2 separate regions of the Ovis aries genome follow, and region 1 is linked to region 2. Evidence: chromatin contacts called from public Hi-C data. All regions are on one chromosome and are shown on one strand. Each heading gives the region's core, a stretch centred on a gene start, on an enhancer-like site or on the middle of the called end of the contact. The rest is flanking DNA. Distances are from core to core; before and after follow the strand shown.

Evidence for each region. Hi-C and Micro-C count contacts between places; a contact is called where the count stands out from the background.
Region 1: a contact with region 2 is called in a Hi-C map of liver, with 2.9 times the contacts expected there. The contact joins the enhancer-like site here to the promoter of BBOX1 in region 2. A contact is called at or near these places in 2 of 16 Hi-C or Micro-C datasets (liver and mixed tissues).

Annotation. Positions count from the first base shown.
Region 1 is chr15:56,601,717-56,607,948 of ARS-UI_Ramb_v3.0, reverse strand. No RefSeq gene overlaps it. Among named protein-coding and RNA genes, the nearest start is that of BBOX1, 80 kb to the right of the region's middle. Within about 2 kb of position 1,973, at least 5 of the 54 cell types and tissues checked have an H3K27ac peak or open chromatin away from gene starts, as enhancers often do.
Region 2 is chr15:56,520,995-56,527,290 of ARS-UI_Ramb_v3.0, reverse strand. It overlaps BBOX1 (gamma-butyrobetaine hydroxylase 1), which reads right to left and starts at 2,461. Exons shown (of 7, transcript XM_060399503.1): 1 at 2,118-2,461; 2 at 480-594. The coding sequence starts at 2,336.

The DNA of each region.
Region 1 (6,232 bases), core at 724-3,223, 81 kb before region 2:
CTAATCTTCACAATAACCTCTAGAGTTAAATGTTACAATCTTAACCTTGTTTCATAAGTGAGGAAATTTAGGTTCAGAAAACCTGAGTAACTTGCCCAAGATCACAGAGCTAATAAGAAACCAGTGTAGAGAACTGAGTCAAGTTCTGACTGAAACCAGTAGTTCAGGTGAGAAATGACAAGGGCATGAATTAGGACTGACTGAATCACAATAAACTCTGGAAAATTCTGAAAGGGATGGGAATACCAGACCACCTGACCTGCCTCTTGAGAAATCTGTATGCAAGTCAGGAAGCAACAGTTAGAACTGGACATGGAACAACAGACTGGTTCCAAATAGGAAAAGGAGTGCGTCAAGGCTGTTTATTGTCACCCTGCTTATTTAACTTACATGCAGAGCACATCATGAGAAACGCTGGACTGGACGAAACACAAGCTGGAATCAAGATTGCCGGGAGAAATATCAATAACCTCAGATATGCAGATGACACCACCCTTATGGCAGAAAGTGAAGAGGAGCTAAAAAGCCTCTTGATGAAAGTGAAAGAGGACAGTGAAAAAGTTGGCTTAAAGCTCAACATTCAGAAAACAAAGATCATGGCATCTGGTCCCATCACTTCATGGGAAATAGATCAGGAAACAGTGGAAACAATGTCAGACTTTTTTTGGGGGGGCTCCAGAATCACTGCAGATGGTGACTGCAGCCATGAAATTAAAAGACGCTTACTCCTTGGAAGGAAAGTTATGACCAACCTAGATAGCATATTCGAAAGCAGAGACATTACTTTGCTGACATAGGTCCGTCTAGTCAAGGCTATGGTTTTTCCTGTGGTCATGTATGGATGTGAGAGTTGAACTGTGAAGAAGGCTGAGCCCTGAAGAATTGATGCTTTTGAACTGTGGTGTTGGAGAAGACTCTTGAGAGTCCCTTGGACTGCAAGGAGATCCAACCAGTCCATTCTGAAGGAGATCAGCCCTGGGATTTCTTTGGAAGGAATGATGCTAAAGCTGAAGCTCCAGTACTTCGGCCACTTCATGCGAAGAGCTGACTCATTGGAAAAGACTCTGATGCTGAGAGGGATTGGGGACAGGAGGAGAAGGGGATGACAGAGGATGAGATGGCTGGATGGCATCACTGACTCGATGGAGGCAAGTCTGAGTGAACTCTGGGAGTTGGTGTTGGACAGGGAGGCCTGGCGTGCTGCGATTCATGGGGTCGCAAAGAGTTGGAGACGACTGAGCGACTGAACTGAACTGAACTGAAGGACAAAATCTTTCTTTGTTTTCTGAATAAGGTTTGGTTTTGTTAGTCTCAAAATCATTCTTCCGTCCTTCCTCAATTCATAATGCTGCAGAATTAAGCTACTGCTATTTAGGAATAATTGCTTAAGAACCACCATTGAAAAAGATGCCAATTATGAGAATTCTCACTTTTCTACTTCCTTCTCCAGAGGAAACCTCTGGCAACAATTTAGATGTATCTTTTTAGTCTGTGTATATATTCACACACATATACACACATAATACATATATTGTTTATATGTATGCATACAATCGTTTCTAAGCAGAGCTCATAGATCTGATTATAGAGCAATGTTATTTTATTCCCAGTGGCCCTTCTGAGCCTTATCTGAGGAGATAGTTCTTCCCCTGCACTGGAGGAGAACACATTTAGGTCTTGTCCCTTCTCTAGTCACTTCAAATCACAAAATATAATAGTGCACTAATTACCATGCTAAATTGCAAGTAATAATACAAATCTGGCTTTGATTTAGAGTTGAGTCTTCCTTCCTATTTCATTTTGGCATTGCTTCAAGAAAGGAAGCGTGGTAGTTTTTATCCATCTTTCCTCATCTAGAACTTCGCTTGTCCTCTCCCATCTCAACAGCCTTGTTTTTCTGACTCCTCTGGGTAAGAATATCCATTTCCTCACTTCTGACTCACCATTTGATGTCACTATTCACAGAAGAATTCTGCCAGTCTGACAGACACAGTATCTCATTGTTGTTCTAATTTCCAGTTTCCCAACTACTAGTGAGATAGAAAATCTTTGTATGCATATGCTAATCACATTTTTTCTTCTCTGAGCTGCTTGTTTGTGTCTTTTTTTTTACAATTTATTTATTGTTTTTTTAAAAATGATTTGAACTTTGTTACACTTTCCCTATATCATTTGTTAAATACTTTGTAAATATTTTCTATCAGTCTGCCATGTCTTTGTGTATGACAATGTTTCTTATATAGAATTTAAAAATTTTTCAGAGGTCCAATAACTATATAAAAAAGATCTTCATGACCCAGAGAATCATGATGGTGTGATCACTCACTTAGAGGCAGACCTCCTGGACTGTGAAGTCAAGTGGGCGTTAGGAAGCATCACTATGAACAAAGCTAGTGGAGGTGATGGAATTCCACTTGAGCTATTTCAAATTCTAAAAGATGATGCTGTGAAAGTGCTGCACTCAATATGCCAGCAAATCTGGAAAACTCAGCAGTGGCCACAGGACTGGAAAAGGTCAGTTTTCATTTCAATCCCAAAGAAAGGCAATGCCAAAGAATGTTTAAACTACTGCACAGTTGTACTCATCTCACACACTAGTAAAGTAATGCTCAAAATTCTCCAAGCCAGGCTTCAACAGTACATGAACCATGAAGTCCAGATGTTTAAGCTGGACTTAGAAAAGGCAGAAGATCCAGAGATCAAATCGCCAACATCTGCTGGATCATGGAAAAAGCAAGAGAGTTCCAGAAAGACAGCTGTTTTATTGACTATACCAAAGCCTTTGACTGTGGATCACAACCAACTGTGTAAGATTCTTCACGAGGTGGGAATACCAGACCACCTGACCTGCCTCTTGAGAAATCTGTATGTAGGTCAAGAAAGAACAGTTAAAACAGGACACGGAACAACAGACTGGTTCCAAATTGGGAAAGGAGTATGTCAAGGCTGAGTATTGTCACCCTGGTTATTTAACTAATACACAAAGACATTATGCGAGATGCCAGGCTAAATGAAGCACAAACTGGAATCAAGATTGCCTGCAGAAATATCAATAACCTCAGATATGCAGATGATACCATCCTTATGGCAGAAAGTGAAGAGGAACTAAAGAGTCTCTTAATGAAAGTGAAAGAGAACAGTGAAAAAGTTGGCTTAAAGCTCAATATTCAGAAAACTAAGATCATGCCATTTTGTCCCATCACTTCATGGCAGATAGATGGGGAAAGAATGGAAACAAGGAGAGACTATTTTGGGGGTTCCAAAATCACTGCTGATGGTGACTGCAGCAGTGGAATTAAAAGACACTTGCTCCTTGGAAGAAAACCTATGACCAACCTAGACAGCATATTAAAAAGCAGAGACATTACTTTACCAACAAAAGTTCATCTAGTCAAAGCTATTGTTTTTCCACTAGTCATGTATGGATGTGAGAGTTGAACTATAAAGAAAGCTGAGTGCCAAAGATTTATTTGATGCTTATGAACTGTAATGTTGAAGATTCTTGAGAGTCCCTTGGACTGCAAGGAGATCCAACCAGTCCATGCTAAAGGAAATCAGTCCTGTATATTCATTGGAAGGACTGATGCTGAAGCTGAAACTCTTGATACTTTGGCCACCTGATATGAAGAACAGACTCATTGGAAAAGACTCTGAAGCTGGGAAAGATTGAAGGTGGGAGGAGAAGGGGATGAGAGAGGATGAGATTGTTTGATGGCATCATTGACTCGAAGGACATGAGTCTGAGTAAGCTCCGGGAGTTGGTGATGGACAGGGACGCCGGGCATGCTGCAGTCCATGGGTTCACAAAGAGTTGGACACGAATGAGTGACTGAACTGAACTGAATCTTTCCTTTATCTTCCAGGTTTTTGTGTCTTGTCCAGGAAGGTCTTTACCCCTCCATGGTTATGAAATATTCTCCTGTAGTTCTTATTATATGTTCATATTTTGTATATTTATCTTAACTCTATAGTCTACCTGGAATTGATTTTGTATATAAAATGAGATGGAGAGGGTGAAGATATTTAAATTTAATTCTTTCAGAATGGATGGCCAGTAGTTTTTAAATGCTGTTTACCAAAAGACCATCTTTTCCCCATTGATATGAAATGCCACTTTTATCAAAAGTGAAATTATGGGTATGTTTCTGATCTTTTACACCGTGAAAGCGTCTTCTATTCTTGTGCCGGTACTGTGGTTTTCGTTACTGCGACGCAGTTTACTTTGACATCTGATAGGAAAGAAGCCCCCTTTCCTTCCCTTAGTCTGTTTTCAGTGTTCTTGGCTATTCTTTAACGTTGTATCTGTACATGAATTTTAGAACTGACTTGTCACAGTTTATAAATGATCCAGTTGGAATTATGGCTCTAATTTCATTTGATTATGAATTTATTGATTGGAACAAAACTGACATTTTTATAATATTAAACTCTTGCATCTAGCACCATGGCGTGTCTACAGTGTTCAGGTCTTTTAAAGCTGTCTAAATCTTTCATGTTTATTTCGAGATTTATTTATACCCATACAGTCTAGTTTCCTTTTAAATGGTCTTCTCTAGTTGGTACTGCCAGTCTTGTTTTGTCAATATTTTACTCATCAGAGAGGAACTAATTTGTTTGTGTTACATAAGATTCTGTCATTCTGAGCAATGTGGTAACACTGATTCTAAGTATTGGGTTGGCCAGTGAATTCATTCAGGTTCTTCCTTCAGATGTCATGGAAAAACACAAACAAAGGCTTTGGCCCACATGGTAGAAGAAAACATGCTAAAGTCACGAAACACAGGATTGCTCCCACCATTTATTATATATAATCATTTAAGGGTTTTTTGGTTCCTGTTATTAAATCCTATCTGTAAAATGGGAGCATTAATTTTAGCTTCACATCTTTTCATTAAAACACTTGGGGGAAAGGTGAGTACACACTTTTATGGTCTTAAACTCTGGAACTCAAATATGCTTGCATGTTACAATCTCCTTGTAAGTTAAAGAAAAGTAAAAATATGTCAGAAACTTATTCAGAAGTTCATTAGAGCCGCTGCATAGGTACATTATGAGAGCTTCAGGCTGTATAACAGCAAGGAGAATCTTCTAGATTCTAGTCAAACCACTAAGCACTTTACGTGAAAGTGAAAGTCACTCAGTCGAGTCTGACTCTTTGCGAGCCCGTGGGATTCTCCAGGCCAGAATAGTGGAGTGGGTAGCCTTTCTCTTCTCCAGGGATCTTCCTGCCCCAGGGATTGAACCCAGGTCTCCCACATTGCTGGTGGATTCTTTATCAACTGAGCTCTCAGAAAAGCCCAGCATTTTATATATGTTGTTTAAATCTACAAGGCAAGTATTATCTACATTTCAAAGATTCCTTCCTTCTTTCCTTTAGCTACACATAGAGCCATTATGAGTATCCAGTGAGATATTATCTGGGAATATGAATTATATGAATGTAAAAGATTATCAGTAGATAATCTTCATTTCAAAAGATTCCTTCCTTCTTTCCTTTCTTTCAAACTTATTGAACAGTTACAAGAATAGTAAAAAGAATACCTATGTCATCTTAACTCAGATACTCCAAAAGTTAACATTTCGCTATATTTACCTTTTCATTTTCCTATATGTATTTAATTGTTAATATTGTATTATCATTTCTCAAACATTGGAGGATAATTTGAAGATAAAATGCCTTCTTACTCTTAAATGCTTTAAGAACCCTCTCCCGTAGAACTATGACGCATCTATTAGAATCAAATAACATTGATCTAATATTACTACTGAAACCCAGACCCCATTTAAAGTTTGCCTTTGGCTCTGTTATTGCTGCAGATTTGGGTGTTGGAGGGACAGGCCATGATTTTCTCAAAGTAACGAGCCTGAGAACAAGAAGAGAACTTGAAAGATTTTCTCCAGTTTTTCTTCTCACTGCTTTTCAGACCATCTTTGGCCCCAGGCTGCTCTGATCTGCATCTTCTACAACCCAGCCAAGACAGTCATCATGCTCTGCAGGGTTTCTCACATTTTCTTGATGAGTCTGGGAATCCATATTTCCTTTTTATGTCTATGGTTTCATGAGGTTTAACATTTGGCAGGGAGGCAGCACCAACCCTTGCTGGTTTTCTATTCAGACAAAAAACTTGCAAAAACTTTTCAATGTAGTCAAGTGGCTATCATTTTTGCTTTATACCATCTGGGTTTTCAATGCAGATTGTACGTGCCATTTCTTAGGTTTATTTTCAATGTT
Region 2 (6,296 bases), core at 1,212-3,711:
GCCTGACACACACACTCACATGCACATTCAGTGCTGGGTATACTATTTCATGAGGTTCACGGATCACATAATTTTATGTGTGGATGCCAGTTTAGAAATATCTGCCTTGTTGATCTTGTGTTTTTCTGGCCTCAGCTAAAACTGTTAAGGAACAAGTGTGCCTTTGATTCATCCTGCTTCTTTGCAGGGACACTTACGGAGTGTCTGTGGAGTGAAGGTTTTCATGTTAGATGACAAGAATACAAATTTGCTAAATTTCTTCTCTTTTAAGGTGGAAAATTCCAAGTTCTAGAATGTCTAGAGCTGCTCTATGTTTCTTTCCATCTCTACTTGCATGATCTGTGTGGTAAATCATTAAACATTCCACATAAATTACAATAATATTTTAACCAGGGTACAAGGGCTTTAATTTGCTTCTGAGCAAATTTTTTACCATATGAGGTTTAAAGGTTAAAATCGGAAAACCGAAGCAAGGTTACCTGGCAAAAACAATTCTTTCTGGAGTCTTTCTCTGGCCTGCTGTGAAAAGCATCTTTTCTTCAGCCAGTCAGCTCCATATTCACTGTGATGGTCATTTGGCCACATGATATGAACCTTATAACACAGAAAGCAAATATCACATAAACATATATTGTGCTTCTATGTACTTTGGTTCTCTGTTATTGCTGTTTCTGAAAGTTATTTACCTCTATCAGGAATCAAATTAGCTCTTGCTTTTTCTCCTTCTGTTTTTTAACTTATATACTCAAAAGCATAGAATAAACTTTTGGCAAAGGAAGAAACTGAACGCCAAGGAGATACAGCTGAGGTCTGAAGCCCCTTAAATACACAAGAAACAAAACCCGGCTAGATCTGAAGTTCTTGTTTCATAGTCTTAAAACCCGTGGTCCCTGAACTTTATGTGATGACTTGAGGTCAGAGATCAATTAAGATTCCTGCCAATAATATCAGAAATAGTAATGATGATAATGAGGTAGATAGTAATAGGAGGAATAGCACCAGTTTGAGTGCATACTCTACAAGGAGCACTATAAACATAACTCACTTAGTCCTCATACAACTTGTGGGAGAAGCTATAACTAATATTCACATTTTCAGGTGAGGCAAGTAAGAGGAAATAACATGGTTAAAATCCCACAGCTAGCAAGCAGTGAACTCTGGCAGAAAAGTCCTTGATTCAAGATGAAGACAGGTGGGGGTGGATGACCTTGCTGGTCACACTTCCTTTTCTGATAACCATCCTAGCAAATTTGGAAGAGAAACAGGCTAGGGCTATGTCTGCTTTGTGGTTCTGAGAGCTGAGCTGTCAGGAATCCCATACAAAGTCTTTTACATCTACTCACGAATTTGACTAAAAATATTAATCAATGCAGGTTTTTGAGTGCTCACTGTATGCCAGCCACATGCTAACATTTTATCCATATTATCTCGTTCAATCTTCACATCATCTCTAGGAACAAATCTTGTTAGTATCCTTCATTTCTAGATGAGTAAACTGAGGTAAGGAGCACTCCTTATATTAGAGAAATAGTTTGATTGTACCTTCAAGGCTGCCACTCACTGAAGGAATAATGAGCAACTTTGTATATTTTATTAAAGATAATAGCAGTAGTAATAAAAATGGTAATAATAATAGCAGAAGCTTTCACTTAGTGAGCATGCTGACTTGGCACCAAGCACTATGCAATCTTGTTTTTTTATACATGGCTCAGTGTTAAAGAATCTGACTGCCAATGCAGGAGACACAAGAGATGCAGATTTGATCCCTGGGTTGGGAAGATACCCTGGAGTAGTAGTAGTAGTAGTGAAGTCGCTCAGTCATGTCTGACCCTTTGCAACCTCATGGACTGTAGCCTACCAAGCTCCTCTGTCCATGGGATTTTCCAGGCAATAGTATTGGGGTGGATTGCCATTGCCTGGAAAATTCCATGGACAGAGAAGCCTGGTGGGCTATAGTCCATGGGGTTGCCAAGACATGACTAATTGAGCACGTTCGTGACTCTGATATTTAATATATACATACATTAAATACAATATAATTCATTATTTGAATTATTTGAGCCTAGACCTTTTATTTAAGTTGAGAGAGCAGGGAGAGATAATTTGGAGATAGTTACCTTTTTCCTGTCAAACATCAAATCTTTGATCCCAACGTACACATCAAGAGCTTCGATAAGAAGTTTCCGTGCTTTTGCCGAATCAAGGTAGCAGTCGGGACACTGACAGTTGTCCCGGAGCCACACAGCTGGGTAGATAGAGTCTGTACCATCCTGCCAGATGATTCGCATCAAGTGAGCTCCATCCAGCACTTCTGCCTTTTCGATGACGCAGCCCATGTTTCTGGTCCTTGGGGGTAAACCTTGTCAGCTGCCTGCTATGACAAATCAGTGTTAAAAGGACTCTCGGGAGGGTCAGGCCTGAACTTGACTTCTAACAATTCAAATGGACTCTGGCTTCTGCTATTTGCTTGGGTTTGTGGTTTCACTTATCAGTGCTGGGACCTTTGTTCTGATGAGAGTATTTCATGAGCTGTAAACAGAAACACAGTAACTAAAAGTAAACAAGATAAATGCTCTGTCATGATCCAGACAGAAAGAATTCCTTGTTTTCTCATAGCACTTAAAAAAAATAAGTTCAGAACCAACAACGCAGTCACTTTTAAGCTTGCATAAAAGCTCTGGAGGTGTTTTTTTTTTTTTTTTCCCCTCCCACCTCCCTCCCCATGGAGTTTTTTTTTAAGGGAGAAAAATACCCCACAAATTGAAAGTGCAACTGTCACACCTGTGTTATTTTAACTGATGCCCAAATTCGCTGGATCCAGCCAAATCAGGAACTTTCAAATCTCAGTTCCTAGACTCATTCTGCCCCCATTGCTAGGGATGACTGTCAGGAGGCATTTAACAGGAGGCTTCCTGTGTGCTGTTTTGGATCTGTCAGGAATGCTCTGTTCCTTATTAATTCCTGAATATTCAGGAATTAAGAGGAGAGGCAAGCCTCTCCCTGGGCTGAGGAATCCAGGCTTTTCCTTCTTTAGTTTTTCAATACAGTGATAAGTACCCTCTTCCTTCTTATGAACCATATGGTAAAAGTGATTGTTTACAACTCTCTCTCTTTAACATGGATCACCTATGTTTTGTATGTTTGGAATTTTAATCTTTATCCTTGCTGAGAATAACTACCTCAATGGCAACCCACTCCAGTACTCTTGCCTGGAGAACCCCATGGACGGAGGAACCTGGTAGGCTGCAGTCCATGGGGTCGCTAAGAGTCGGACACAACTGAGCGACTTCACTTTCACTTTTCACTTTCATGCTTTGGAGAAGGAAATGGCAACCCACTCCAGTGTTCTTGCCTGGAGAATCCCAGGGACAGAGGAGCCTGGTGGGCTGCTGTCTATGGGGTCGTACAGAGTAGGACACGACTGATGCGACTTAGCAGCAGCAGCAGCAAGACAGTATAAATGCCCACACCATGTTGATTAAAACACCTTTGCTCCATTAGAGCTTTGGTCCCCGAGTCTTGCTTTCTCTCTCTCTCTCAGGCTAATTCTTTGGAGTACAGAGACCCATCATGTTCGTTCTCCTGCCCAGGCTTCTAAGACCCTCCTGAGAAGGCGCACTGTGCCTTCACCCCCCTCGAAAGGGCGCCAGGTGCCTTCGTGAGCGATGTAAGGCCTATGTCAAAGGGCTTTATTGGTTTTCTGTGTAAACCAAGGAATATCAGCTTCTTTCTCTCTTTCTTTCACTGTTTTATCTTTGACTCTGGACCACCAGGTTCCGGTCCATTAAAGGACCTCAACAGATGACTTTTCACAAACTTTTCTTTTCATGAGCCAGGCTATCTGTATCCTGGTGATCTGGCAAATAGAAGCTTAAATAAGTAAAGAGTTTGTTTTTCTTGTATAAAAAGAAGTCCCAACGTGACTGTCCATTACTGGTAATGTGATTTCACAGAATCATGGGGAACCCAGGCTGCTCAGAGATTTTATTCTTCTGCTTGCTGCATCACGTTTCAAAATGACTGCTCCATCACCAATACCACGTCTACATCCCAGGGAGGAAAAAGGAAAAACATCACGTGGCACTGAAGTCTACCTTATTTTCAACTCTTCCCCATCTAGCAACTTCCAGATATATTTCATTGGCCAGAATTATATCACAATCTAACTTCAGCTACAAGGGAAGATGGGAAATATAACTGTTTACTAGTTACATGCTTGCTCTGCAGAAATCAATGTGTCATCAGTGAAGATGGAAAATAAGATGGAATCAACATGCATTCAGCAGCGTTGCTCACAACCTTTAAGACGTGCTCATATAGATATCTTCTTTAAACAGGCCATCCTGAGGCCTCTCAGACAACTATCAATGTCACTTATGCCCAGCCTTCCTTATTATTATTATTATTTTTTTTGCTTTCACAATTATCTTCTTTATTTTCAAGTCTGGAACTTCCAAGTGATCTTTGTATCCTCTAGTGCAGCAGGCACATAGAAGGCATTTAATATTGGAATGAAAACTTCAGCTTGACACATGAGGAGGAAAAAAAAGACTCTTTTCTGTATTTAAGTAAGATTGTACTTACTGTAGTAAAATCATAACTTACATAAATTGATCAAGGACAGGCAGCTGCCTGGGTCAGATGTTTTTATACAGTCCATGAGGAAAGAATACTTTTTATATTCTCTAAAGGTATGAAAAAAGTAAAACACAAACATGAAACAGGGAAAGTATATAAAGCTGAAAATATACTATCTTCCCTTAATATATATATATATATATATATACATACACATTTGCCAACCTCTGAGCTAGAGAAAAATTGACTACATTTATTCTTTTTCTCCTTAAGTTTCCAGTATGATTTAAGGCTCTGGTTATGTTATCCCAGATTAACTGGAATCATCACTGTCCGGTGAAATATCTACAGCAATTACCCAGGTAAGCAGCAGGAGAAAGAGGCTGGGAAATACCAGAATACAGGTGATGTCATCTTAAGATCTCCTAAGAAGTAAGACAGTTAAGGGGAAAAATCCTTCTTAGTAATTTTTAATCATCAAACTTTCATGTGTAGTGGTATATATTCGAAACTTAACTCATTGTCAAGAAAGTGCTGATTAATAAGCTTGAAGGGCTTCCCTGTAGTTCATTTGGTAAAGAATCTGCCTGCAATGCAGGAGACCTGGGTTTGATTCCTGAGTTGGGAAGATCCCCTGGGGGAGGAAATAGCAACCCACTCCAGTATCTTTGCCTGGAGAATCTCATGGACAGAGGAGCCTGGCAGGCTGTAATCCATGGGATTGCAAAGAGTTGGACACGACTGAGCAACTAAACCACCACCAATGAGCTTGAAAATGTTTTGTTTGAAAGGATGTTCATCAAACTTGAAATTTCACACATTAATTCTTAATAGACACATTGTTTGAAGGGTGCATCTTCTCCCATAATAAACACTGTTCTGTACTCACCCATGGCTCTGTGCCAAGTCCTGCTAACTATTGAAGTGATCACACCTACAGATATGGCTGTACCAACAAACACTTGTTCCATTCTAACCTGACATTTTTGCTTTCTCTCCCTCTTTTTTTATTTATCTTTTTTTTTCTCCTTTTTCTACCTAGCAAGTTTGAACTGGAGAGGGAAAGTGCATTTTCAAGTATTAGGGGCACAGGGTTTGACAGTCGGCACTAGTGGTAGAGAATCTGCCTGCCAACGCAGGAGACACAAGAGACTCAGGTTCGACCCCTGGGTTGGAAAGATCTCCTGGAGGAGGAAATGACAACCCACTCCAGTATTCTTGCCTGTAAAATTCCACGGACAGAGGAGCCTGGTGGCCTACAGTCCAGCATGTTGCAAAGAGTTGGACACAACTGAGCAACTGAATACAGACGTGTACGCAGACTCTTCCCCACCCCACTCCTCTTGGTCAAATGGATGTTCTGGGAAGGTTATCCTGAGAGAGGAGGCCGCATCAAGAGGGTGGCTGATGGAGGCTGCCTGAGGCAGCTGCGAGAGAGTAGCAGAACTGGAAAGACCTGGGTGTTGCTAAAATTAAATTGTTTGGGTATCTATGAAGGAATTTGACAGGTTATTTCTATGCTTCACAATCCCTTTCCGAACTTTATGACAAATGTGAATGGTAATCCAAACAAAAGGAGGGAAGGAATGGGAGAAGAGTTTCCCTCTTTAACTTTTCTTGATTTATTTAAAGCTTTATTGGGATAAATGGGATGAAATGGAAAACAGAAAAAAAAATCAATGGACATTTTACTTGAAAACAAATTTTCTCCTGTAATG